Linked DNA regions of Mus musculus: region 1 is linked to region 2. Evidence: chromatin contacts called from public Hi-C data. All regions are on one chromosome and are shown on one strand. The core of a region is the stretch at or near the end of the contact, and the rest is flanking DNA. Distances in the headings are between cores, read along the strand shown. Region 1 has its middle 94 kb from the start of Gm36603. Region 2 has its middle 40 kb from the start of Gm36520.

Region 1 (7,454 bases), core at 2,152-4,651, 120 kb before region 2:
GGAGAGGGTGGCATATGCTAATTGTTTTTCAGTCTCCTCTTAGCTAGAGGCCTTAGTCTGGCTATTTTTATGCGATGCTCCAGCTTCTAACATTTTCCAAGATAAATAACAATTTTTCCTGATCAGTTACTACTATAAGCAAACACTGTCATTCACTGCCTGTCCCATTTGGTCATTTGTTTGAGTCATCCAATCAGAGCAAACCCTGGCGCTGCTGTTCGAAGCTGGACTTGGGTGGTCCCCTGTCATTCAAATGCCCTGGTCTAGTACGACAGACGTAAGCTCCGAACATGTAACCTTCAGATTTTTGTCCTTTGAGACAACTCAGGAAACTTTGCAGATGTCGCCAAGGTAGACAAAGGCTTATGAATCTCCGGGTCAGAAATGGTTCCCCAGGCTCCTGACTTTCCTGCAACCGTCCATGTTGTCTGCAAGACTTCTCACATGTTAACTAAACAGTTGAAAATTTAAGTCTCAGGCCAGATGTGGTAGCAAAAGCCTTTAATCCACATGCTAGAGTCAGGCGCTCAAAGCCAGGGTGGTATACATGGTTAGGACCGCCAGGAATATATAGCAAGACTTCGTGTGTGTGTGTGTGGGGGGGTGGTGGTGGAGAAAAACAAAACAAACAAACAAACAAAAAACAAATCAGATTCTTATTTATTTATTTATTTATTTATTTATTTATTGAGACAGGGTTTCTCTGTATATGCCTTGCTATCCTGAAACTCACTCTGTAGACCAGGCTGTCCTTGAACTCAGAGATCCACTTGCCTCCATCTTCTGAGTACTGGGATTAAAGGCGTGTACCGCAGCCGCCGCTGCCAACTCCGTCGCCGTCGCCCAGCACAAAAAGACAATCTTGTCTTACTTGATTATTATTTCTTAATAAAAAGTATGTTTTTAAGATAGTGTTTCACACAGCGCAGCCCAGCCCAGCCTTGAAACCCCTATGCTAATGGCCTTGAACTTCTGATCTCTGTGCCTCCATCACCCAAGTCCTGCGATTGTAGATGGGCATCTGGGTGCTGAGGGTGCCACTTAGGACTTCGTGCACGCTAGGCAAGTACTTTACCAACCGAACCTCATCACAGACCATGGAACCATTTTTTTTTTTACAAGTAATTAGAAATATGGCTTATGCTAACAGAGGTCCTTAAAGATGAACTTTGCAGGTGACTGTATGTTTTCTTTTTCTCAGGACAAATTCAGTTTAAGTTGAAATTATTAAAAACATCCGTTTTCTCTACAGTTTTTCCAATGTGCACAATAAGTGAGTGTACCCATTTGACAATGTGCTGGACTTCCTACGGCAGGCTACTAGATTCCGCCACTGCTATGTGGTCTCACACGGGCTCCAGACCTGCAGAATTATGACTGCTGACATGACATAGGCCATTGAGCCTTCTCCACAATGGTCCCACTGTAAACAGCTGAATCTGCAAATGTCAGGGCTCTGCCACTTAGACACCCACCGAGCCACATCTGTCTGTGCAGAGCGGAGCGGCTCTCTCAGATGGGATCCTGCACTCTTTCAGCAGGCTGACTCCCACTTCGTTCAGAAGGCTTCCCCAGTGTTTGAGGTTACATCCTATCACCACGTTTTTTTATGGCCTCAGAGCCCGGCCCAAGAAGTTCTTTTTTTCTGCCCACAAACCGTATTGTTGCTCAAGTGTGCTTCTTAAAACAATGAATATGTAACTCATTAGATGCCCAGAAGGGACGGGAGATGTAAGGATCTAACTTTATTCACTGACACAGATTGCAGAGACACACAAAGCCTGCTCAGATCCTTTGTAAAATTTGGAGTCAGAGACACACACACCGCCTCCATTCCTACCCGCAGATGTTTACTGACTGATAGATGGCAGGGTCTGTATGCCATATGCAGGCAAGCTAAACACCATTGACCTTGACAGGAGGTATATATTTTTTCTGAGGTACATTTAGAGGGAGAAGTCTCTCTGCAGAGATGGTGTAGATGTATTGTTAATATGAATTGAGCTGTCCGGGTACTACCCTCCCTGTTCGTTACCTAAGCTACCAGCAGGAGGGAAAGCCATGCCACTAACTCAGGAAACCGTGTCTTAACCACGAACAAATAAGACAAGCTATATTGCCTTCTATTCCATCTTAATTGCATCACATGTAGATTAATATCCACACTTTTCTCACTCCTAACATAAGCAGTAGGGAGTGCTTACAGCGGACATGTAACATTCCCTGTTCACTGTGAACTTCTACCCTTTTACATACGATGTAACTATTTGATTCTAGCCAAACTTTGATGAGGTGAGCATCATTCTTATTAATTTAGAAGCAAAGAAAACGAGGCTCAGAGAGCCATGGCCAGGCAGCCAGTGGTTCTAAGGTCTAGAAGCAAAGAAAACGAGGCTCAGAGAGCCATGGCCAGGCAGCCAGCGGTTCTAAGGTCTGACTTCAGAGTCTGTCTAAATGGTGAGCAGCCTGCCCCCCTCCTCTTCTGCAACAGTCTAGAAAGGAATCAGAGGGTCGCAGCTCACAGAACCATCTCCCATAAAATCACATAGCTTTGCTTGTCTGTCCATGGATCTTTGATACCAGCTAGCCTGTAAGAATCCAGGTTCCTTAGTCACAATATAGCTACCCTTTACTTCTTTTGTTTTGTTTTATATATATATTGGGAGGAGGGGGTCCAGACAGGGTTTCTCTGTGTAGCCCTGGCTGTCCTGGAACTCACTTTGTAGACCAGGCTGGCCTCGAACTCAGAAATCCGTCTGCCTCTGCCTCCTGAGTGCTGGGATTAAAGGTGTGCGCCACCACGCCCGGCTTGTTTTATATTTTTAATTTATTTTTATTTATATGAGTACCCTGTAGCTGTCTTCAGACACACCAGAAGAGGACATCAGGTCCCATTACAGATGGTTGTGAGCCACCATGCAGTTGCTGGGAGTTGAACCAGTGGGAGAGAACTGAGTGCTCTTAACCACTGAGCCATCTCTCCAGCCCCTTAGTCCTTTTGTTATCAGAACTATTTCCCAGTCGTCTCTGCCTGCTCCACCCAGTATCCCACCTCAGCTTCCTGAAGGAAAAAAGGACTTGGTTTAGGGACAAACAGGGGACAAGAAACAGACCTTGCCCAATCTCCCAAACCCATAAAACATTTTACCATGAGAGGAAGACAGAAATTTCTTGATCCTGACCAGTGAACAAAAGGTCACTGGATTCTCCCCGGAGAGGAATCTATACAGACTATGACAATGCTAGTTACAAATCACTTGGTCGCCCAGGGAACTGTGCTGGTGGGAACCCTGAACTCACGTACCTTAAGCAAATAAACAGATAAAGGGAAAAGCCACACCACAGCTCCAGCCAGCTGCCACACGATTATGAAACCTCTCCCGTCTTTAGTTAAATGTTGTAAGATAATTGATGGTTACATTTTTTTTCTTGTTTCTTGTGGTATTGTGGTCTTCCCCCTCAGAGGAGAGTCATCCTTTTAAGTGGGATCCAACAACCTTCCTCAAAGGCTGGAAGTCAAAACGGAGCCAACACTACTTTGAAATGGTATTTAATGTCAGGTTGGCAGCCTTAGGGAATATGAAGGTGTTTGCATTAGCGGCTTCCCCGCTTGGTTACATTGTTTGATTTTGTGTCAATGGCATGCCCGTTCGGGAGGTGTTTTATACGTGGTTAGCATAGGGGCTGCACACAGTATTTGCTCTAAGTAGGTTATTTTCTCTTTTTTCACCATAGTGAGGTAATTTAGGCCTCGGCATGGCTTTAAGATGCCATCTGGCACCCCAAGTGTCACACTTCCTGTTTGGTCTATGTTGTTGTGTGTGGTGTAAACATTAACACTGGCAGCTTTCGTGGTGTTGGCTTTGAAGTGACTTAGAGGAGAATTACTTCCACAGTCCGGTGCCTGTCTCCTTGCTTACAGAATCAGGTTAGGTGGCATATAGAAGGGTCTCAGGGGCATGCTATGACATAGAGCCACCATTTGACCAGCTCCCCTGAGGCCCTATCGAGACACAGCTGACTACTTTAGCAAGACACCCACGCTATCTCATGGATATTATTCCATCAGATGATACCGAAGAAGAAGGTAAACTTAAAAGAAAAATTTAGAGTCCACACAAGTGTAGGTTCTCTAGGACTTTCTAGGGAGATTTCCTGAGTGTGTAACTTTTGAGGCACATTCACAGGTCTCTCAAACACCAAGCACCTGTTTCCCTTCCTGCACCGGTGCCAGACTTCTCAGTGATCCTGTTTTGACACCATAAATGCCAAGATTTGTCCCAAAGTCCCCAAATGTCTTGCCCTATTTAGACTCTGCTGTGCTCTGGTCTATGCTTGGAATTTTCTTTTCTTTCGTATGAAATCGATTGCTTTTGTATCTTTAAAATTACGTTGTTTTTGCTCATTCTTTGAGAATTTTGCACAATATATCTATATCATATTCACCCCTCACTTATCCTCATAACAACTCCAAGATCGACCCCCATCCTCCTTGCTACCCTAACATCATGTCCCCTTGTATTAGTAACTCACCGAGTGAGGTTTGTGCAGCTCTTTCTGTGACCTTCGGTTCCACTTCCTTCTGTTGGTCAGGATCAGGTTGGTCTGTGAAGACTTTCCGACCCCCACAATCACATCACACCCCCTGCCTCCCTCTCTCCTCCTTGGTCCCTGAAGTGGCACTGAGGTGAGCTGTTCCGTGTTGGAGTTGAGTAGCCTTGGTTTTCCCCAGGGCCGTGAGGCTGGCGGAGGGAAAAGGCAGAACCAATTTAAGCAACTCACAGATCAAACCAAACTCAGAATTTCATTTCCATTAGCTCTGCCCGTAAATATTCTCCTAAGTTGATTTGCAATCCATCGACTTGGCCAGGTAGCTCACATTTTCCTATATTATAAATTACAATACCAATCACCCAGGAACAGTTGGGTCAATTTAAAAAGATTGATTTATTTAAATTTTCAAGTCTATGAGTTGTCTCCATGTGTGTATGTGCACCATGTGTGCCTGCACCTTAGAACAGGCCATTGGATCCCCTGGAATTGGAGTTCCAGGCAAAAACACTTAGACACATAAAATAAAATCAATACATCTTCTTAAAAAGCCAGTAAACAATAGCCAAAAATATTGAAAACAAACAAACAAACAAACACGTAAACAAAAACTCCCCACAGCAGTTTTTTAAGTCCACCCACTTTAAGCTTTGTATTTCTATTTTATTTTAAAGGTTTCTTTATTTTTTTCTTTATCATTGTTGTGAGACCTTCAAGCCAAGCTGCTTCAGAGTCAAAAGAGAACCTGAGTCTGCCCTTCCTGGCCACCTTCTGTTCTTCTTGCTCATGTTCTGTGACTTCTGGGTTTTGGTGTCAGCTGTTGACTCCCGACCCTGGATGTGTTTGTTGATTGACTTCTCAGGGTTCATCTGTTAGGGCTACAGTGTTCAGTGCCATACAGTCCTGCTTGCCGAATGAACACACTGCTGGTGAGACAAGGCAGGGCTTCCATAGGGCTGATGGTTACTGTTGCCAAGTGTCAACATTTCTTTTTTTAAGAGCACAACAAGAATCAAATGTAGGCTGTGGTTATAGTTTGGTGGTACAGCTCTTCTACAGCATGTACTAATCCTAGGATTTGATGCTCAGAACTGACCAAAAAAAAAAAAAAAAAAAAAAAAAAAAACCAAACTTGTGACCACAATACAGTAGTCAAAACAAAATCAATGTCTACAGTCCAAGCAAGCTACTATATACAAGGCACATATTTTGCTATATTTTATTTTACAGATTTGAACTTTCTAAATTTGTTTAACTTTTAAAACTTTTTTTATTTTTTGTTTTTATTTTCAAGACAAGATTTTTTTTTTTTTTTCTGTGTAGCCTTGGCTGTTCTGAAACCCTCTCTGTAGACCAGGCTGGCCTCAAACTCATAGAGATCTACCTGCCTCTGTTTCCCGAGTGCTTGGATTAAAGGTGTGCACTACCACTGCCCAGCTGGCTACTGTACAGTATTGAAAAAGTTAAATAGTGAGTAATCCTTTCAAATGAGTAACATAGTGTATTTGGGCTAGGGTATGCTTGAGGTTTGAACTGGTGTTGATGTTTGGTCTGCTGCTAGATATCGTAATGCTAAATTCTGTACCCAAAGGTCTAGACCTCCGAGTAGGTTCTCGTGTTTACACGCTTTTGCTGTGTAAACCTTGTTTCTTTGAAGACCACCCAAATCCATCACTAGGAATGAGAACTGTTATAAGATGACCATTTTGCTGACTAATACCTTAGTAGCCATGGCACTGAGTGCTCTCCCTCGCCGGGTTTAGGTCCTGTGCTCATCTCTGGAATAAACTAGCCCACTCAAAAGCCGGAATTAAAGCCTGGGATCAATGACTCTGCCTTCCACATCACATTGAATTCCATACATGTTCAACAAAAGTCCACTGATATATTTAACCACGCTCGACTTCCTCCTCCTGTCACTGGCCCAGACACAATAGTGTCGGCACACATCGGCATGTAAAATCCTTTGGAGACCATGTATTTTGGCCTCTAAGTTTGATTCATAGATTTGAACGTCCAATCAATCCATCTGTTGGGATCAACAGTGCTTACAAGAAAACACAAATTAATGTTTTTATGTTCTTGCAGACACACAGATCTTCTCTGATATTAGCTTTTCTTTGACATTGCTGATGAGGTGTTTTTTTTTTTTAACCCCTATGGTGGTTGTTTATCCCCAAGACCTGCCTCATTTCCAGCTCTCTAGAAACTTCTTTTTACAGTTGTTATTAACATCAGCATAAAGATTTAAAGTAATATTGCAAAGACCCGTTCTTAAAAGCAACCTTAACGGGGTTTTTCTACAAATCCTGCTGGCAGAGCAGATTTACGACGATGTGGGTCCTTCGTGTAGTAAATCCTAAGGTGCTCCTTCCTCAGAAGTAGCAAAGACCTCTTTATGGTATGAGTTTTGCCTACGTCAGTGGGCTCTGTTGTGGACCACCGGGTTGGTGTCATAGTGACATCCCTGTGTCACCCACACACTGGTGTCCTTAAGCAGAGGGGCAGTTCCTCCAAGTAAGCGTCTCCCAAAAAAAAAAAAGAAAGAAACTCAGTTTTCCTCTTATTTAGTTTTCATGTCGAGCCCTTTCCAAATCACTTTCCAGTCTCTCTCCATGAAACCACAACTGGTTCATGGAAACCTACAGCGCTTGGTGAAGCAGGCTACGACGACAAGCCCCTCAGTCTGTTTGCTTCTTTGAATAAACAAGTCTTTTTGGAGGGCACGGCTGGCGGTTTGATCCTTGGCAATTACTCTCCTCAAAAAAAAAAACAAAAAACAAAAAAAAAAAACGTGTCTTAGGAGAGCAAGTGATTCTTCCTGGGAGAGTGAACACCTTTCAGAACGCTGTGGGTTTGTTTAGTTTCTTCATTATATGAAGTATATTCAAGCTGATCCAAAG
Region 2 (7,009 bases), core at 151-2,650:
AAGAGGGCATAAGACCCCAGGAAATTGGAGCTACAGGCAGTTGTGAGATGCATAAACGTGGGTGCTGGGGATTGAACCCAGGTCCTGGCAGGAGCAGAGTATTCTTACTGCTAAGCCATCACTTTAGCTCCTAATGCAGACGTTATTTGTGTATAAGGTTATAAACACTTGGTAATATTTTTCAAAGACCCAGAAATATCAGCTCTGGTATATTTTCTGATTTCCATTTATTTGTCTGTTTTATTGATCAATTACTTATTTACTTACTTTTTTACTTAGTCCTGAGTAGGTTGAAGCAAATTTCAAGTTATTTAACTACCTGTGGCCTTTCCAAGGCTTTCTTGGACTTGAATTCTATTATTAAAAAATTTCTGTAGAAATGGCATTTGTACCTCTCAGGCTGGGGCAATGGATCAGCAAGTAAGTACACACATGCTGCACACATGAGCACCTGAATGTGGAATTCCAGTAGCCGTGCAAAGGGCCAGGCACGGCTGCACAACTGTGACCCAAGCATTGGGGGATGAAGACACATGGGTCCTGAGAGCTCTGTGAAAGTAAGATGGAGAAGACACCAAACATCGCACTCTGGTCTCCACACGTGCATGGGTAGGTACACATGCACATTTGCACGCATGAACAACACACACATGCACACACACGCACACACACACACACACACACACATGCGCACCTCTCTTCAGGCTTTCTTTGGGCCCTCTTAGCCTCTTACTGTGGCATATCAATATGCCTTCAGGCGCCCTTTCAGTTTTGCACTTGTGGAGACCATGACTTGAGTCCTTAATTGGAATGATCCTTGTGGTCCCTCACCAGTCCTTACAGAGTGCTGCCCTGTCTCGAATGCCAGCTACCAACCTTGACTCCCACTTCCTTCCTCATGGATCTTGAGCAACTCACCTAATTCTCTCAAAATCTTGGTTTCCGAATCTGTAAAGTGGAACTAATAACAACCTTCCTTAGCTATTTCACAACATTATTGCAAGGATCAAATAAGATCAGGGCCATAAAAGTGCTTAGTAAGCTATAAATCAATACACAAACATAAGGTGTTATTATTTCCCTTTTATTTGGCATTGTAAAGGACAATGTGTGTGTGTGGTTGAAGCACTAAGAATCACGTCTTAGACCATAAACATCCCAGGTCATAAAGTGCAGCCCTTTCCATAGGTGAAGCCTCACAGTTGCTCTGTGCTATTTCTGCTCACACCCACTGTGACCCGCTCTGTCTTTGAGGGATTCACATTTTCTCTTGTGTAGTATTTCTTTACCACTTCTCTTTTCCCTCCCACTCTTTTCTTAGAAACCTGCTCAGCGACCTGGTTGAAGAGCATAGAGGCTGTGGTTAGCAGGCAGGACAGATAGAAGCCAGGAAACAAGGACTCATGAGAGGTCCACCTAGTCTGTGTGACCACACCTGAAACCGGATGCTAGAAGTGCAGAGAACAGATTATCCCGTCTGCAGAAAGCTGGCTAGAACAGAGAATGTCGCAAGTGAAACAAGCCACATTGGGGAGGACAGATCTGTTCTCTCCTCTATGGGGAATCGAGGGTGTTCTGTTTGCAGTTTCATTGATTTCTGTAGAGGATATCTATCTGTGCATTCACGAAAGTCAGAGATCAATTCGTATGAGTCAGCTTTCTCCTTCCCCGATGTGGGTCCCAGGGATCAAACGTAGGTAGTCAGGCTTGGAAGGCAACTTGTGCCTTTTCCCCAGTGAGCCATCTCTGAGCTTTAAGCTGTTGTTTTAAAGAACTGAAAGGACAGATTTAGGAGGAAAGAGACCTTTCCTACTAAGGAAGGGAAGGGACACAGCCAAAAGCAGTGGGGGAGGGCTTAAAACTAAAGTACATGGCACACACGCATATGAAAATATAATAATGGCCTCCTTCCCCTTTTTACCATAAATATACACCAATTTTAAAAACTTGGCTACTAGAGTCATGTGGAGGGACCATTCCAAGAGACAGACTGGTTCCAGCACACTTAAGTGAAGCTTGCTGCAGCCTTACCTGTGAGCGTAGGTAAACAGGCTGGAGAACGGGAATCTTCAGTCTCACTCTTCACTGAAGCCCAACTGTTTCATCTCTTCAAGTGAAAGAAGCTACACTAAATGTAAATGAACTGGAGTTTTGGTTCTGCCTCTGCAATAAACAACCCCTGACTGAAGGGTTTGGGCCCTGGCTTTTACTTTCCTCTTTTCTGCCTAAGGAAATTGAAGGAGGTAGACTTTGGGACTCCAACAGCCTTCCTCAGCATGGTTTATGGAAGAAGAAAAAAACATTTCCTAGCTCTGCAACTTTGAGCAAACTCTATAAGTTCTGTGAACCTTGCTCTTCTTCTCTAGAACGTGGGGCAAGAATCCATCTTATAAGACTGTCTGGAGATTTATTGATGAATGCCACGTAAGAGCTCTTGGGACTTAGGTGATGTCTCCATGGGTATAACATTAACCTTTCAAGTGTCATTTCGAATCCCACTTAAAGCTGGGCACAGTAACACACACCTGTATTGCAGTTCAGAGGGAGCTGGAGACAGGAGAGTCCACAAAAGCTAGCCTGGTGCATAAAACAGTGATCCACAGAGAGACAACTGTCTCCAACACGGTGGGAGGCACGGGCCAACATCTACATCTGCCCTCTGACCTCCACACATGCATGCACTCATGCACATGTGTGCACACACGCTTGCACACACACACACACACACACACACACACACACACACACACACAGCCCAGAGCAACTTCTCTGCCCGCCTTAGGTAGAATATTTATTTCCAGATTCTCATATAGTGAATTATCTAAGTATCTTCTTATGTTTATGTCTTAAATGTTGTCACTATTTCCTTCCTTCCTTCCTTCCTTCCTTCCTTCCTTCCTTCCTTCCTTCCTCCCTTCCTCCCTTCCTCCCTTCCTCCCTTCCTCCCTCCCTCCCCTTCTCCCTGCCACCCCCCCCTTTCTTTCTTTCTAACCCCAAACTGAGATTTAATTTCCATCCCCTTTGTTCTGCACTCTGGGACTGTGGCAACTGCAGCCCTGTTATCAGGAGTAACTGGATCTGTGGTTCTTATCTAGGGCCTGTTGACTAGATTAGGAGGTCAAAGTGTGCATCCCGTTGCCTCAGCCACACACACACTCTCTAAACCTCCTCTTGGTCAGTGCTCCCTTTGCATAGCACATTGGTCCTCCTTTTGCTCGTGCAGTGATTGTTGCACAGTTAGAGACCAGATGTGCCATCTCACAGAGGAAAGAGGGCCACATTTCAATAGGACTTCGTCAGCCCTCCAGCCACCATGTCACCATGTCACCTACTGAGTGAGCTCTCTCCTTTGTGCACAGGATGGAAATGTCCACGAAGAACTGAGAGATAAGATTCCTGGAAGCAGAAGTGAACAGGTTATAACAGAAGATGGCTTTGAAATACGGTTGTGTTGAGTCCTGGGTGAAGAACCCACATCAGGAGAATCCTGCAAAGCTGCCAGAAGCTGTCAGAAACAAGGAAGTGTCCAGGGAAGGGTTGAATGCCAGAGCTAGAGACACTGCAGTGTCCCAGAAGATAATGCACGTTTCCTTCTGGTCACGATAGCCTGAGATTCACAAAGGCCCTTCTCCCACCCAGTTCTGATTCACTGTATAAATATATCATTCACCCTTCTGTAGACACACTTCTCTACCTGAAAGTAAGGGGTTTGGGCTTTCTATTGAAGGGAATTTGAGGACATTCTCTTCCTTGACCTATAAAATCAAGGACTGGGAACACTGTCAAATCACTCTTTAAGTGAAGCCAGGAACCAGAGGCAACTCTGTATTGACAAAGGGTGAATCAATTGGACACACATCAGAGGAGTTCCACAGGGTGGGTGGCGATGTGCATGTGGTTGAGCCAATGGGGCTAAGAATGGAACGCACCCTACAGCGCTGAAGTTCAAGGCATTCACGTTTTTCTCTACAAGCCTCCTCAGTGCTTCCTGGGAAATGCTGGCAGGTATTTTTTTAACAGTGTCCCCCACAGTACAGTGTGGAGTCTGGTAGAACAGCTGCCACTGGAGCAAGGGGGCAGTTGATCCTCGGACTCTCTTCCATCACAGCACAAAACACTTTACTGGGAGCTCCTGTAAGCATTGCTTGTCTACCGGGTAAGAGTCCAGGTTAGAAAACAATACCAAAGAGAAAATCTCTAGGGCCAGAAGAGCTGTCTCTGCCCTAGAGGTAGAGTACAGCTGAGACTCCCTGCAATCAGGATGAAGGCAAGGCTGCCCCCTACTGCTCCCTTTGTTGAGTATACTGCCAGGCTGTGCAATAAGGCAAGAAAAAGAAATTAAGGCGAAGCAAGAAGATATGCTCTAACCCAAGGAGCTGAAGGGGTCTGTAACCTGAGAGGTGGAACAACAATATGAACTAACCAGGACCCCCAGAGCTCGTGTCTCTAGCTGCATATGTAGCAGAAGATGGCCTAGTCAGCTATCACTGGGAAGAGAAACCCCTTGGTATTGCAAATTTTATATAACCCAATACAGGGGAATGCCAGGGCCAAGAAGCAGGAGTGGGTGGGTAGGGAAGCAGGGCAGAGGAAGGGTATAGGGAACTTTTGGGATAGCATTTGAAATGTATATAAAGAAAATATTTAATTAAACAAAATAAAAGAAAGAAAGAAAGAAAGAAAGAAAGAAAGAAAGAAAGAAAGAAAGAAAGAAAGGAAGGAAGGAAGGAAGGAAGAAAGGTATGATCTATTTGCAGATGTCTATGCAGAAAAAAAAATCCTAAAGAATCCACAAAATTGCTCCAGAATTATTTTGCAAAGCTTGAAAAATAATAGGTTATGGTTGAAAATTTAGACTGTGTTCTGGGGAAATGCTCAGTCTTTGAGGTACCTGCTGTGTAAGTGCGAGGACCCAAATTTGGACCCTAGCACCCCTATAAAAAGTTGGTGCTATGGCATGTGCCAATGATCCCAGAACTGAGGAAACAGAGACAGGAGGATTCCTGAGACTTGATGGACAGTCAGTTCAGCCAGTCAGCAAGTTCCAAGCTCAGTGAGAGAATCTCTCACAAAATACTGTGAAGAGTGATAATGGAAGATATCAGATGTTGATTTCTGACCTCCACATATAGCTTCATATATGCATGTGCACCTGTACACACACACACAGACACACACACAAACGCACATGTACATATACATAAACATAAAACAAATCATGTCTAGTAATATAAAATCTCAATAGACAAAGTTATTAAATGATTTTAATGTAATTTTTCCTTTTGAAAAGATTTATTTTTATTTTATGTATAATCATGAGTCTGTGGAGGTTCAGAAAGGGCATCAGGTCCCCTGGAACTGGAGTTATGGCATTGTGGATACTGTAATAGATCATGGGTCTTCTGCAAGAACAGTAAGGTACTCTTAACCTCTGAGCCATCTTTCCAGACCCTATTTTATTTCAGTATATCATCTCCATTGCATATTTATAGAGTCTGCATCAGTGAATTCAACCAACCAAGGGTAAAAAAATATTTTAAAAGAAAACTAAATTTTAATTGAACACAGAATTTTTTATATTAAATTCTCTAAGCAAGAGTGTATCAAATGCTTACATTACATTGTATCATTATTCCATGAGTGTGTAAATAATCTACAGATAATTTAAAGAACATAGGAGGATATCTCAGATTACTTGCAAATATCATGCTATTTTGCACAATTGATTTGGATTCCTTCCAATCTGATATCTTCTAGGGATCCTGGAGCAAACACCTTTTAGAGGATACTGAGGGACAATTATATTAAATTTGACTTCAAATTTTAAATGTGGATACAATTTATAATAGTAGGCCGTAAAAGTAGTTGGATATCAATCTGTCAAAATACATCCGTGGTCTCAGGATGTAGAATGCTGGTAAAATATTTATCTAGTGTGCAAGAAACCCTGGGTTCAATCGATCCCCAGCACCACATAAAGCCAGGTTTGGGTAGACCAGTACTCCCAGAGCTCAGGAGGTGAAAGCACCAGGGTCAGGAGTTCAAGATAATTCTCAGCTATACTGCAAGTTCAAACTCAGCCTGGGCTTGAGGAAACAACCTCAAAATGGTATGTGTGTGTGTGTGTGTGTGTGTGTGTGTGTGTGTGTGTGTGTGTGCGCGCAGATATTGAAAGAAATCAGTGAAAACAGGATAAATGGAGTGATCGACTGCATTCACGGGTTAGAAAGCTCGATGTTATTTAGACAACAGTTCTTTCCTATTGTAGTTGTGATCTACAGAGCCAAAACCAAAATCTCAACAGTTTTTTGTAAACAAAAAAATCTGGTTTCAGTACAAACATACCCCCTCAGATATGCGCATGTGTAAAGGCAAACGATCTATTTTAGTCAAAACAATCGAAAGATATAAACAAGGTTAGAAGACTCTATCCAGTTTTAAGAATTACTACAAAGCCAATATAACTACAACGGTGCAGAATTGAAAAGTGCTCGATTCATAGATCCGTGAAACAAGTAGAAGACCAGAAAAAAAAATGTTCCACGTTAATATAAGCAATTTGTTTTTGGCAAAGAAACAAAGTTCAGTAGCGAAGGAAGGTCTTTTGAACAAATGATGCGAGATGCGTGGGCACTCATGTTCAGTGGATCAACCTTGGCTCCCTCCCCACGTACTATACAAACTCACCTCAAAATGAGTCACAGATAGAATTGTGAAGTGGAAAACTATATAATCTCTAGGAAAAAAAAACTCTGTAGAAAACTTGACTTCAATAAAGAAGTATTAGATACATAACAAAAAATATAATTCACAAGAAAAATATTAGCACATTAGGCTTAACCAAAATACAAAACATTTAAAAGACTTTTTTTGTACTTAAAAAAAAAGATTTACTTGTTTATTTTTATGAATGTGAGTACACTGTTGCTGTCCTCAGACAGACACACCAAGAGAGGGCATTGGATCCCATTACAGGTGATTGTGAGCCACCATGTGGTTGCTGAGAATT

Evidence for each region. A called contact is a pair of places that touch in the nucleus more often than the background predicts.
Region 1: a contact with region 2 is called in a Hi-C map of CD8 T cells, with 1.9 times the contacts expected there. The contact joins two enhancer-like sites. A contact is called at or near these places in 2 of 15 datasets of contacts at CTCF or cohesin (large pre-B cells and pro-B cells), 22 of 484 Hi-C or Micro-C datasets (B cells, CD4 T cells, CD8 T cells and 9 more), 16 of 115 datasets of contacts at active chromatin or transcription factors (the 230-238 cell line, CD8 T cells, the SCID.adh cell line and 11 more) and 1 of 9 other capture datasets (embryonic stem cells).

Annotation. Positions count from the first base shown.
Region 1 is chr3:131,010,503-131,017,956 of GRCm38.p6, reverse strand. No RefSeq gene overlaps it. Among named protein-coding and RNA genes, the nearest start is that of Gm36603, 94 kb to the left of the region's middle. Within about 2 kb of position 3,401, at least 41 of the 459 cell types and tissues checked have an H3K27ac peak or open chromatin away from gene starts, as enhancers often do. A contact at or near this core is called in CD8 T cells, the SCID.adh cell line and regulatory T cells, where this site is marked.
Region 2 is chr3:130,888,777-130,895,785 of GRCm38.p6, reverse strand. No RefSeq gene overlaps it. Among named protein-coding and RNA genes, the nearest start is that of Gm36520, 40 kb to the right of the region's middle. Within about 2 kb of position 1,400, at least 11 of the 459 cell types and tissues checked have an H3K27ac peak or open chromatin away from gene starts, as enhancers often do. A contact at or near this core is called in CD8 T cells, the SCID.adh cell line and regulatory T cells, where this site is marked.